Regions from separate parts of the Macaca fascicularis genome. Here region 2 is linked to region 1. The links are chromatin contacts, called in public Hi-C maps. All regions are on one chromosome and are shown on one strand. The core of a region is the stretch at or near the end of the contact, and the rest is flanking DNA. Distances in the headings are between cores, read along the strand shown. Region 1 overlaps WWOX (WW domain containing oxidoreductase). Region 2 holds the start of MAF (MAF bZIP transcription factor).

Region 1 (5,015 bases), core at 208-2,707:
CTATTATTGTTCCTGAATTTTTCTGAGCCGCCGAAGCACAATCGGGTTTAGAGCGTTCACACCAGACAGCCCCCACTCTTCAGAACTTCAAATCTAAAGATCTTTTAAATACACAGAACTTATTTTTGAAAGCTGTGGCCCATCCCAAATGAATTCCAATTCTCAGCCTCTAAAATGCCTGGAGTGAGAAAACAGAGAATATTGTTCTTTTCTGTTTATATTACTTCATACTGAGTTAACACACTTGCCAAGAGTCCGAGGCAGCTTCTGGCTTGACAATGCCTTCTTTAACTAGCCTAGTTTCTAGAATAAAGTGAGGGTCCACCAGGCCTTCTCAGTGGGGCTCAGGACACCCTGAGATGGAAGAGACTGGAGAAAGCCAATCTGTTTCTCCCTGATAATCATCTTCCTTTTTTAAGGCTTCGTACCTAGATTTGGCCTGGGCAGCCAAGGGAGTCTGTTCCAGCATTGGATACCTAGACCCTGCTGGGCTCCAGAGAGCTGCTGGGCTACAGCTCCCAGTGCCCTACCTCTTGGGGCCAGCCGGCCTCACCAAAAAATCAGGCTTCTGGCTTGTTCCAAACTCAGGAAGTTGCTGGGAAGTCTGGCTAGCAACACCCTCGTTCCCAGTCCTGGCCATGCCTCTCGGCTCTCGCTAGCGCAGGGAGCACGCAGGCTTAAGGCTGGAAGAAACCCCAAGCGTTTGGCCAGGAAGAGGCAACTAGTTCCAGCTGGCCCGTGTACGACGCTTTAAAAATGACCCAGATGATCTGATTTTGTAGAGAGAGTGGGTGGAGAGGACTCCAGGGCCATGGAGGAAGATTCGGCCTTTCTCTCCCCAATCATGAGCAATGTGATTTGGAGAGAGAAGGACCCGGTTGGCTCTGCAAACCGCATTTCCTTGGCTGAACGCCAGAGGAGAGAAATGATCCGGCAAGAAGACAACGCCATCCCCGGTCAGCCCCTTCCAGACCCTTGCTCTCCTGGACCTTCTGTCGAGTATCGGGTTGGTGGGTGCCCAAGAGCTCCTCGCTTGGCCAGCAGGGGCTGCCTAGAGAAGGAGAGGACAGGCTTCGACTTTTTGGGTAGTGGCTTCTGTGGATGTGAAAAGACTACATCAGAAAGAGGAGGCAGCCCTCCAAACATAACTTGGCCTCTTCGTTCTCCCTGTGGACACACAGGCTATGTTCTGCTGGCCAAGAGCCCAAGCGTGTTCTTGGTGCACGCTGACATTCTATATGGCTTTTGCCTCGGAAACGCATCTGGTCAGTGACTTAGCCACTCTATAAAAATGAAGAGTAGAGCTCGAGTGCTTATAACATGTCATTTTTAACCAAGAAAGAAAGAAAAATGAAAGAGCCTGAGCATTCTTTGGATCCCCTCCACCCCCAGCAGGTATATTCACAGTCTCCAAGACTGCCCTGCCCACTCGCGTGTTTATGGCCCGGTGAGACCGCACCCTCCTTTTCCGGAAGCAGGGACACAGAATTCCCCAAGTGGGAAGAGCTTTGGAGTGGAGGCTGTTCAAAGTTCTGTGGTGATTAATTATTACCTACCCAAGGTCTGGTCATTGCTATGCTTTGAGTTCTTTTCAGGCTCAAGGTCTGTTCCTTTTTTTTTTTTTTTTTTTTAGATGGTCTCACTCTGTCCTCCAGGCTGGAGTGCAGTGGAACAATCTCACTATACTCACTGCAACGTCTGGCTCCGGGTTCAAGTGATTCTCTTGCCTCAGCCTCCCGAGTAGCTGGAACTACAGGCACTGGCCCCAAGCCTGGCTAATTTTTTGTATTTTTAGTAGAGACGGGGTTTTACCGTGTTGGCCAGATTGGTCTCAAACTCCTGACCTCAAGTGATCCTCCCGCCTTGGCTGCCCAAGGTGCTGGGATCACAGGCGTGAGCCACTGTGCCCAGCCCCAGGGTCCCTTCTAATCTGTGCTGTTGTCATAAACCCTAGAGAAGCCAGATCTTTCTAGCAAGAACAACATCATCCCAAATGAAGTGACAGACTTTGCTAGTGTTCTTGTATTGATTCAGCCAACAGAGAACAAATGAAAAGAATCAGGATTCTATTGAGACAGAACGTGAGTAATTTCTGAGTGTTGACTATTTTTAAAGACAAGATTAGCAGTAATACATAAACATAAATAAGATTTTTTTCCCCAGCCAAGAACCATAGATGAGATTTCACATTGAAAATGTAAATTGTGCCTAGGCAACATCAATGCTTATTTTAAGCAACTGACCCTTGGGATAAAAATAAAAAGTCGAAAGGAAACAAACAATGCTACTGACAAGTGATAGAATATTCTAGTTTATATCTCAGTTATTTTACAGCTCTGGCGTTTCCAGGGAACACTTTAGAATACTTCTAGTCCGGTTGGTCCATAAAAAGCTGTCTGTGTTTTTATATTTTGAAAATACATGCAGAGAGGCCTACCGCGTGTTATATAAGGCATCTTATCCATGAGTCAACAGGCATGCAACATCAATGTCACACACATATCACCCCCACTCGACATCCTTTGAGAAATGCCTCGGTCCCATCTCCAGCCAGATAAGCATTGCACCTCTTGGCATGCGTTCTTACCTATTGAGGATATGTTTGAATTCTAATATGGTAGAGGAGGAAACACAGCCTTACTGTGCTGTGTGCTGAGTACAGAGCCATTCTCCGCATCCCGCCTTGATTAATAAGGCGTGAAAAATCCTCTGAATTTGCACCTGTTCAGACAAGCTTGTCCATGCCATGGCCCATGGGTCGCATGTGGGCCAGCACAGCTTTGAATGTGGCCCAGGACATATTCGTAAACTTACTTAGAACATGAGATTTATGCACGGCCCTTTTGTACGTGTACTGTGGTGGTTTTTGTTTTTTGGTTGTGTGTGTGTGTGTGTGTGAGAGAGAGAGAGAGAGAGAGAGAGAGAGAAAGAGAGAGAGCCTTGCTCTGTCACCCAGGCTGGAGTGTAGTGGCGTGATTTGAGCTCACTGCCTCCTCTGCCTCCCAGGTTCAAGCAATTCTCCCTGTCTCAGCCTTGCTAGTGTCTGAGATTACAGGTGCCTGCCACCAAGCTTTGCTAAATTTTGCATTTTTTTTTTTAGTAGAGACAGGGTTTCACCATGTTGGCCAGGCTGGTCTTGAACTCCTGACCTCAGGTGATCCTCCTGCCTCAGCTGCCCAAAGTGCTGCGATTATAGGCGTGAGCCACTGTGCCCGACATTTTTTTTTTTTTTTTTTTTTTGATGCTCATCAGCTATTGTTAGTGTTAGTGTATTTTATTTGTGGCCCGAGACCATTCTTCTTCCAGTGTAGCCCAAAAGATTGGACGCCCGTAAGCAAAAACAACACAGCCATCTAGCTGCAAGACGTAGCTACTTGCTCTGCAGAACATGGTTGGCCAACCTGGCCTTGACATCGGGGTGTCTCTGCGTTCTCTAGACCTCACACCCAGTCCCTATTCTTAGGTTTTATTTCTCAAACCAGGTTTTGCCTCACAAATGACAGCAAATGATTCAGAGTGCAATGATGTTGCTCATTTCTGGTAAGTCATTGAAAGCTGACCGTGCCCTCCATTTCAAAGCAGCAGAAGAAAAGCTGGTGGTCGTGGAGAAAGAATTGGGAAGCAGAGCATGAATGCTGGGAGGCTGCTGTGGTCTGCAGATCTGAGCACTGTGCCTGCAGCCGATGTCTCTCGACAGGGCTGATCTGGTGGCTAGGGTGCCCTTGTCAGGTGGGGTGGTAACTGTTTCCTGTCTCTCCTTTGTCTCTGTCAAACCCACCAACTCCTTTCAGGAACGCAGATATTTAATTATCTTTTGCTGTTACATCTGCAGCACGTATTGGCTGGCTGTTCAAAAGTATCCTCTCTAGGCAAATAACGAGATTTTGCCAGCAGGATGTCCTGTTAAAGGTGTGCATGTGTAGACACATGTGTGTGCATACATACCTGCCTGCCCTTGCACAGTGGACACTGTTTCCAGTGTGTGGTGAGGCCCTCCCCTCATGTAGAACAGGACGGGACAATGACAAGGTTATTCAATTAATTACTGAAGCTTGCTGGGCATGGTGGTTGACGCTTGTGATCCCAGCACTTTGGGAGGCTGAGGCAGGTGGATCACCTGAGGTGAGGAGTTTGAGACCAGCCCGGACAACCTGACAAAACACCATCTCTACTAAAAATACAAAAAGTAGCTGGGTGTGGTGGCACATGCCTGTAATCCCAGCTACTTGGGAGGCTGAGGCAGGAGAATCGCTTGAATACGGGAGGCAGAGGCTGCAGTGAGCTGAGATTGCACCATTGCATTCCAGCCTGGGCGATGGAGCGAGACTCAGTCTCAAATAATAGTAATAATAATAATCGCAGCTCAATACTCTGTAGCCATTTTACTGCATGTGGCTATTAGCTGTGCTCTTGCGGTATCTAGGTCTGTTGTGTCCATACGGTGGAGTGTTTGCAGACGCTATGACGGTGCGCAGTGCTCCGCATTCATCTTGGGAGCTGAAAAGCAGCTATGGCAGGACTGTTTACACCGTGGAAACAGGCAGAAACTACTGATCAAGCCTTCTTTGTTTTGTTTATTTTGTCTTGACTTACAAAGTGATTACAATGATAGTAATACAGATTAAATTGAAGAGTAAAGTGCCTATAAACCACTACACTATGAACAGTATGAAAAATTGAGGAGGCCATGTGGCTCACGAATTCAGCACTTTGGGAGGCCGAGGCAGGAGGATCACTTGAGCCCAGGAGTTTGAAACCAGCCTGGGCAACATAATGAGACTCCATCTCTGAATTAAAAAAAAAAAAAAGAAAAATTAGCTGGCTTGGTGGCACATGCCTATAGTCCCAGCACTGGGGAGGCTGCAGTGAGCCGTGATTGTGCCACTGCACTCTGGCCTGGACAACAGAGAGAGATCCTGTCTCCAAGTCTCTGTATCTCTCTCTCCAGGAAATATTCCTTCAGCATATTAGTAAAGAAGTTACTTATGAGTCACTTATGCCATTGAAGAATGAGT
Region 2 (5,575 bases), core at 1,721-4,220, 1.1 Mb after region 1:
TTTAATACTTTGGTTTTCAATACAGTCAGTGGTATAGCAAAAACTACACATACCCAACTTATATTTAAGTTGCAAGCACATGCTGTATAAGCTACTTTTTTTAAACAGTCCCCTTGCAAACTCTACCCCCCTTAACATCACAACAGTAAACAATTTAGTGCATCAATCTTTTAAAAAATCTACAGCTAAACAGACCTAACTCTTTCAAATTTATCTATAACATTCCTTTATCTGTAGCATACATTTTAACTGGGCTAACAGATTATAAAAACTAGAATTAAATTATATACTAGAAACCCATAGCATTCCACATTTGACAATGACCAAAAGCCAAAAAATATAAAATAAAAATAAAACCAACCAAAAATAATGGGGCAGATTTCTCTTTTTTAAAAATAAACTTTAGACTGCTTTTCGGCAATAGCACAATTTTAGTCCCCAAAGTGGGGTGTCATTCTTATTAAAAAGAAAACATTAAGAGTTCTTCAATGTTTGCCAGGTTAAATTTGTAACCCATTCTGGTATCTTTCACAAGGAATGCCTTCAGTGCATTGGGAGGTTGAAGTTCTGAGTAACTCAAAGCAGTTTTGGAGCAGATGCAAAATTTCATGGGAAGAAGGCTCTACGGTTGCACTTTTTTGTTCTGAACTCAAAAAAGTCATGAGGCAATAAAACAAAAGTATGAATGCCATGCTATAAGTCTTCGAACGTCCATTTCCAAGCCAAAAAGAAAAAAAAGGAAAAAATAATTATACCATACATGTCCAGCATGCAGGCTTTTTTTTTTTATTAATATAATGTCTCTTTTCCATAAAGTCTTTGAAACAGTTATAGTTCATTGTTGCTAAGACAAAGTAGCAAGCATAATAATGCATGAGATGAGAATGAGTTTTTTTAATGGCAGACTAAACTCTCAGATTTGGCATCACAAGGCCAAAACTCACAAGTCACACCCAGAAGGTTGATGCAGGCTTGATTGTGGAAGGTTCATGAGGATTTTTTTTTCTCTATTTTAGCATAACAATGCTAAAAAAAAACCCGATGGAACTCGGCACGCTGCAAGTCTATAACATTTCACATTTTTTTTTCCTTTGCAAGCTCAATCTCATATGAAGAACTCAGGAGAAGAAAAAAAAACTTTGCTTTTTTTTCTTTCATCTCGGAAGAGATGGTTTGAGAGGGAGTGAGGGTGGAGGTTGGAAAAAAGGGGGGCAACACAGCAAGCTCCAAAAGTAAAATAAAAAAAAACCAAACAAAATAAAACACACACACACACAGAAAATGAACACCAGTTCATGAACTGAAGGGGAAGAAGGAAAAAAAAAATATGTGAATGATGCAGGCTTCAAAGGTGAGCAACGTTTCACATGAAGAACTCTGCTGAGATCTTTGAACATTGTGCAAGTCCGGGGGTGGGGGGGGGGTGTAAAAAAAAAAAACAAGCTAGCAAGTTATGGAGAATTTCAGATTGGCAATCCATGAGCCAGACACCCATTCCCTCCCCAGTTTAAAACAGCCACCACCACCACAAACTCAAGCAGGGTGTGGGGTGTGTGTGTGTGTGTGTGTGTGTGGTGTGCATGCGTGTTTGTGTGTCTGTAGGGGGCCAAGGGGGCCAAACTCGGTGAGGGTGGGGGGCGAGGTGGTGGTGAGCATGGCTCTGGAACTAGCAAGCCCACACCCGAGTCGGACCCCCGCGGAGCACTTATCAGGGTGGCTAGCTGGGATCGCGTGTCAGACTCACATGAAAAACTCGGGAGAGGACGGGTTGTCGCTGCTCGAGCCGTTTTCTCGGAAGCCGCTGCTCACCAACTTCTCGTATTTCTCCTTGTACGCGTCCCTCTCGCGCACCAGCCTGGAGATCTCCTGCTTGAGGTGGTCGACTTGCTGCAGCAGCTGGTTCTTCTCCGACTCCAGGACGTGTCTCTGCTGCACCCTCTTGAAGCGGCAGGACTGGGCATAGCCGCGGTTTTTCAGGGTCCGCCTCTTCTGCTTCAGCCGGATCACCTCCTCCTTGCTGACCCCGCGCAGCTGCCGGTTCAGCTCGCGCACCGACATGGTCACCAGCTGCTCGTCGGAGAAGCGGTCGTCGAAGTGCAGGCCGCCGGCTGCGTGGTGCGGGTGCAGGGCGCCCCCCGCCCCCGCCGCGCCCCCGCCGCCTCCGCCGCCGCCGCCGCCGCCGCCGCCCCCGGCGCTGGCCGGGCCACCGCCGCCCGCGCCCCCCGCGCCACCGGCCGAGGCGGACGCGCCGCCCGCGGCGCCGGGCGCGCCGGCCGTCGGGTGGTGGTGGTGGCCGGCGGCGTGGTGGTGGTGGTGGTGGTAGTGCGGGCCCGCGCCGCTCTGCGCGGCGGCTGCGGCGATCACGGCGGACACCACGGCGGCGGCGGGGCCCATCTCCTCGCCGCTGCCGCCCAGGGAGGCTCCGGCGCCGGCCCCGGCCGCCGCGGCCAGCTGCTGCGCCCCGCGCGCGTAGCCATCGAAGCCGCCCTGGAGCTGGTGGCTGTTGCTGATGAGCGCCTCGACCGCGTCCTCGGGGCTGAAGCCCAGCGCCTCGGGGTTCAGCTGCTGCGGGTAGCCGGTCATCCAGTAGTAGTCTTCCAGGTGCGCCTTCTGCTCGCTGCCCGAGCCCGGGCTGGGCGCCGAGAAGCTGGGGGAAGGGGGCACCGAGCTGCACGGCGTGCTCATGGGGGTGGAGGACAGCGAGCCCCCGGCGATGAGACGGCCGCACTGGCTGATGATGCGGTCGGTCTCCACCGGTTCCTTTTTCACTTCAAACTTCATCAGATCGAAGTCATTAACATATTCCATGGCCAGGGGACTGGTGGGCAGGTCGGAGTTGCTCATTGCCAGTTCTGATGCCATTCTCCTGCCGCCGCCGCCGCCGCTCCGCCAGATGGGCTGCAGGAGAGGGGCCAGCGGGCTGTGCTGGGTGGCCAGCGGGTGAGCCAGCTTGCCGGGCTGGGGCGCTTCTAGCTCGCGCGGCGGTGGCTGGCCCGAAACCTCCGAGCGCGCTCACACACACCCCCCCCGCCCTGCCCGCGCCCCCCGCGCCCGCCCTCCCTCCCCCCTGCTCACGCCAATGTGCTCCCTCGCTCGCCCCGGCCCCTCCTTGCTCGCTCGCCTCCTTGCGCGCAGAGCCGGCGGCTTCAGGCTCGGGAAGGTCCTCCGCGGGCTGCGGTGGCGGCGGCGGCGGCGGCGAAGCTGGAGGAGCCCGGCCCGGTGCGCGGCGTCCCCCGCTCGCCGCTCCGCTGCGCGCTTTGCATAAGGAAGGGCTCGCCTCGCCGGCCCGGGCTGCAGGCAGGGCGCGCGCGGCGGCCGCTCGGGGCTGGAGGCGCGGCGGGCGTCTGTCCGGGCGGCGCGGGCCTTGGCACCGGGGAGTTAACACTTCATGCTTCTCGCCTCCTCTTCTGCTTGGCTCTCTTTATTATTTTTTTTCTTTCCTCTCTCTCTCTTTCTCGCTCTCTCTCCCTCGCGCGCTCTCTCCCTCTGTGCAAAGTGCAAGGCAGAGGTGCAGCCCGACTGGAGGAGAGGGAGGGGGGAGTTTAGTTCTTTCTTGCTTTTTTTTTTTAAAAAAAGCAAAATAGCGAAGTCCTGGGGAAAGACAAGGCAGGGAGCAAAGGGGGGAGGGGGAGGCCAAGCCGACAAGCAGCCCGAGCTACAGCTCGAAGATGAAAAAAGATTTTAAAGCCTCTGATCCAGCAAGAAGAGTTTAAAGCAATTGCTGAGTTTTATAGCACTCGTGACGTCAGGTCCAAATGAGAAATTGACTGGCACTCCGGGCCAATGGGAGGCGGCGAGAGCGGCCGCGATTAGCATAATAGTATAGAAACAAGGAAACTTTTCGGAGCTGTCAATCAGGGCCCAATCAGCTGACTGTCAGCTGGGACGGGCTGGCTTAACCCTTCCTGCGCCGCTGCCTACCCGGGAGGGAACGAGGCCCGGCCCAAAGTTTGGTGTAAGAGGGGAGGGAGTTTTTCCAGAGGGGCTTCGGCAACCCGGGCGGACTTGGAAGGACGGTTTGCTTTTCTTTGGAGCGCGAGACAGGCCTTCCATCGGAGCCCCAGCTCGCCAGGGGCTCGCTTGGCTGGGATTGGCCTGATTCCCCTCCCTTGCCTGCCCTCCACTCCTAGAATTATGAATTCGCCTCCCAGCTTTTCCTCCTCGCACCACCTCTGGCACCCAGGTGTCTGCCGGGGGACCTTCCTTCCCTGAGCCTGGCCGTGCCCGGCGCTCAAACTTGGCCGCAACTCTTTGTCCCTCTCTCGGGCGGCCGGGGAGGGGAAGGGACCGGGAAGCGAGGGATGAGCTGGGGTGTCCGGATCGGGGCTGCGGGCTGGACGCTGCCCCGCCGTGCGCCTGCCCGGAATGCTGTGAGTCCGTGGAGAGAGAAAGCCCATTTTATCACTCTCTTTAAAAGGAGGTAAAATAAGTTGGTTAGAGGCCATTCTTCACGGGGACTGGCTGCCCGCTGGCGTCGCGTGCCCTTGGACGGACCGAGCGCCTATGCGAGATAACTCCAGGGAAGCTCAAAGTCAGGTCAGCCGGGCTCAGCCCTCCGGCTCCTAACTGGCCAGAGTTTGGCCTTTGAGACTCAGATTGCGCCCTCTCTCTCTCTCTCTCTCACACACACACACACACACACACTCTCTCTCACACTCACCCATCCCCTTACGAAATCTGACCTCTGTTTATCAGGGTCAGGCGCGCCCTTTGCACTTTTACGTTTCCTTTAATTATTTCGGACTTGATCGTGGCGGGGAGCAAGGGGGAAAAACAATATCCCAGCCCTCACCAGCTCCCCTCGAAGGGTTAAATTTTAAACCGCGGTTTCTGGAACTAGCCCGGAAACCCAGAGTTGGGGGGGGGGAGGTGGGCTGGGGGAGGCTGCTCCCCCCACCCCAGTTGCAAATGCTAATAAGTAGTTCAATTTTCTAGATCGATTCTGTTAAAGTGTATGCAAAAAAGAAATAAAAAAGAAAGAAAAAGAAAAGAGAAAGAAGAAAACCAACAACTAACTCTGTTTCTAAGATTTTAAAGCGATAGGCAAGTCGAAGAAGCAGAGATTTATTTGGAGAGAAAGCTCCTGAAACCGACCCGGCCTTTGGAAGACCAGTCCGCCTGCTTAGAAGTTGGGACTGTTGATTCCTTCAATTAATGAAATGCATTTGGTGTTGTTAATCGTATTTATTTTACTTTATGGGCGGGGGGGTGGGGGGAGACTCTAGGAGGGTGCATTAAAAAAAAAAAATTCTGAAAAGCCTGCAAAAAGACCGAAGCGTGGAAACTATTGTTGGAGCGAGTTGGTTTTTACCTCAACAGCGCCACCTTTCGGCAAAGGTCAGTTGAAATTGATCCGTGTCCAGTTTTGTCGATGAAGTGAAAAGCAGCTGGTTACCCAATGTGGAAGGAGGAAAGAGGCACAGAAAGTTAGTTTGACTGAAGTGGGAGAACCCGACTCTATAGGAAAGGGGCCGAAGAAAGTGCTGGCAGATGCAGGGATCATTTTTGCCCCTCCTCTTCTTGATTGTTGACAAAGAGGCCAGGGGATACAGACACCCTCCAGGTGTAATTTCTG

Evidence for each region. Hi-C and Micro-C count contacts between places; a contact is called where the count stands out from the background.
Region 2: a Hi-C map of liver shows a contact between it and region 1, with 3 times the contacts expected there. The contact joins the promoter of MAF here to the enhancer-like site in region 1. A contact is called at or near these places in 2 of 2 Hi-C or Micro-C datasets (liver and skeletal muscle).

What each region holds. Positions count from the first base shown.
Region 1 is chr20:74,427,639-74,432,653 of T2T-MFA8v1.1, forward strand. All of the region lies in intron 8 of WWOX (WW domain containing oxidoreductase), which reads left to right. Among named protein-coding and RNA genes, the nearest start is that of WWOX, 420 kb to the left of the region's middle. Within about 2 kb of position 1,458, at least 2 of the 6 cell types and tissues checked have an H3K27ac peak or open chromatin away from gene starts, as enhancers often do. A contact at or near this core is called in liver, where this site is marked.
Region 2 is chr20:75,513,685-75,519,259 of T2T-MFA8v1.1, forward strand. It overlaps MAF (MAF bZIP transcription factor), which reads right to left and starts at 2,971. Exons shown (of 3, transcript XM_045381904.3): 1 at 1,745-2,971. The coding sequence starts at 2,862. It overlaps LOC135968882 (a long non-coding RNA gene), which reads left to right and starts at 3,913. Exons shown (of 2, transcript XR_010583897.2): 1 at 3,913-5,337.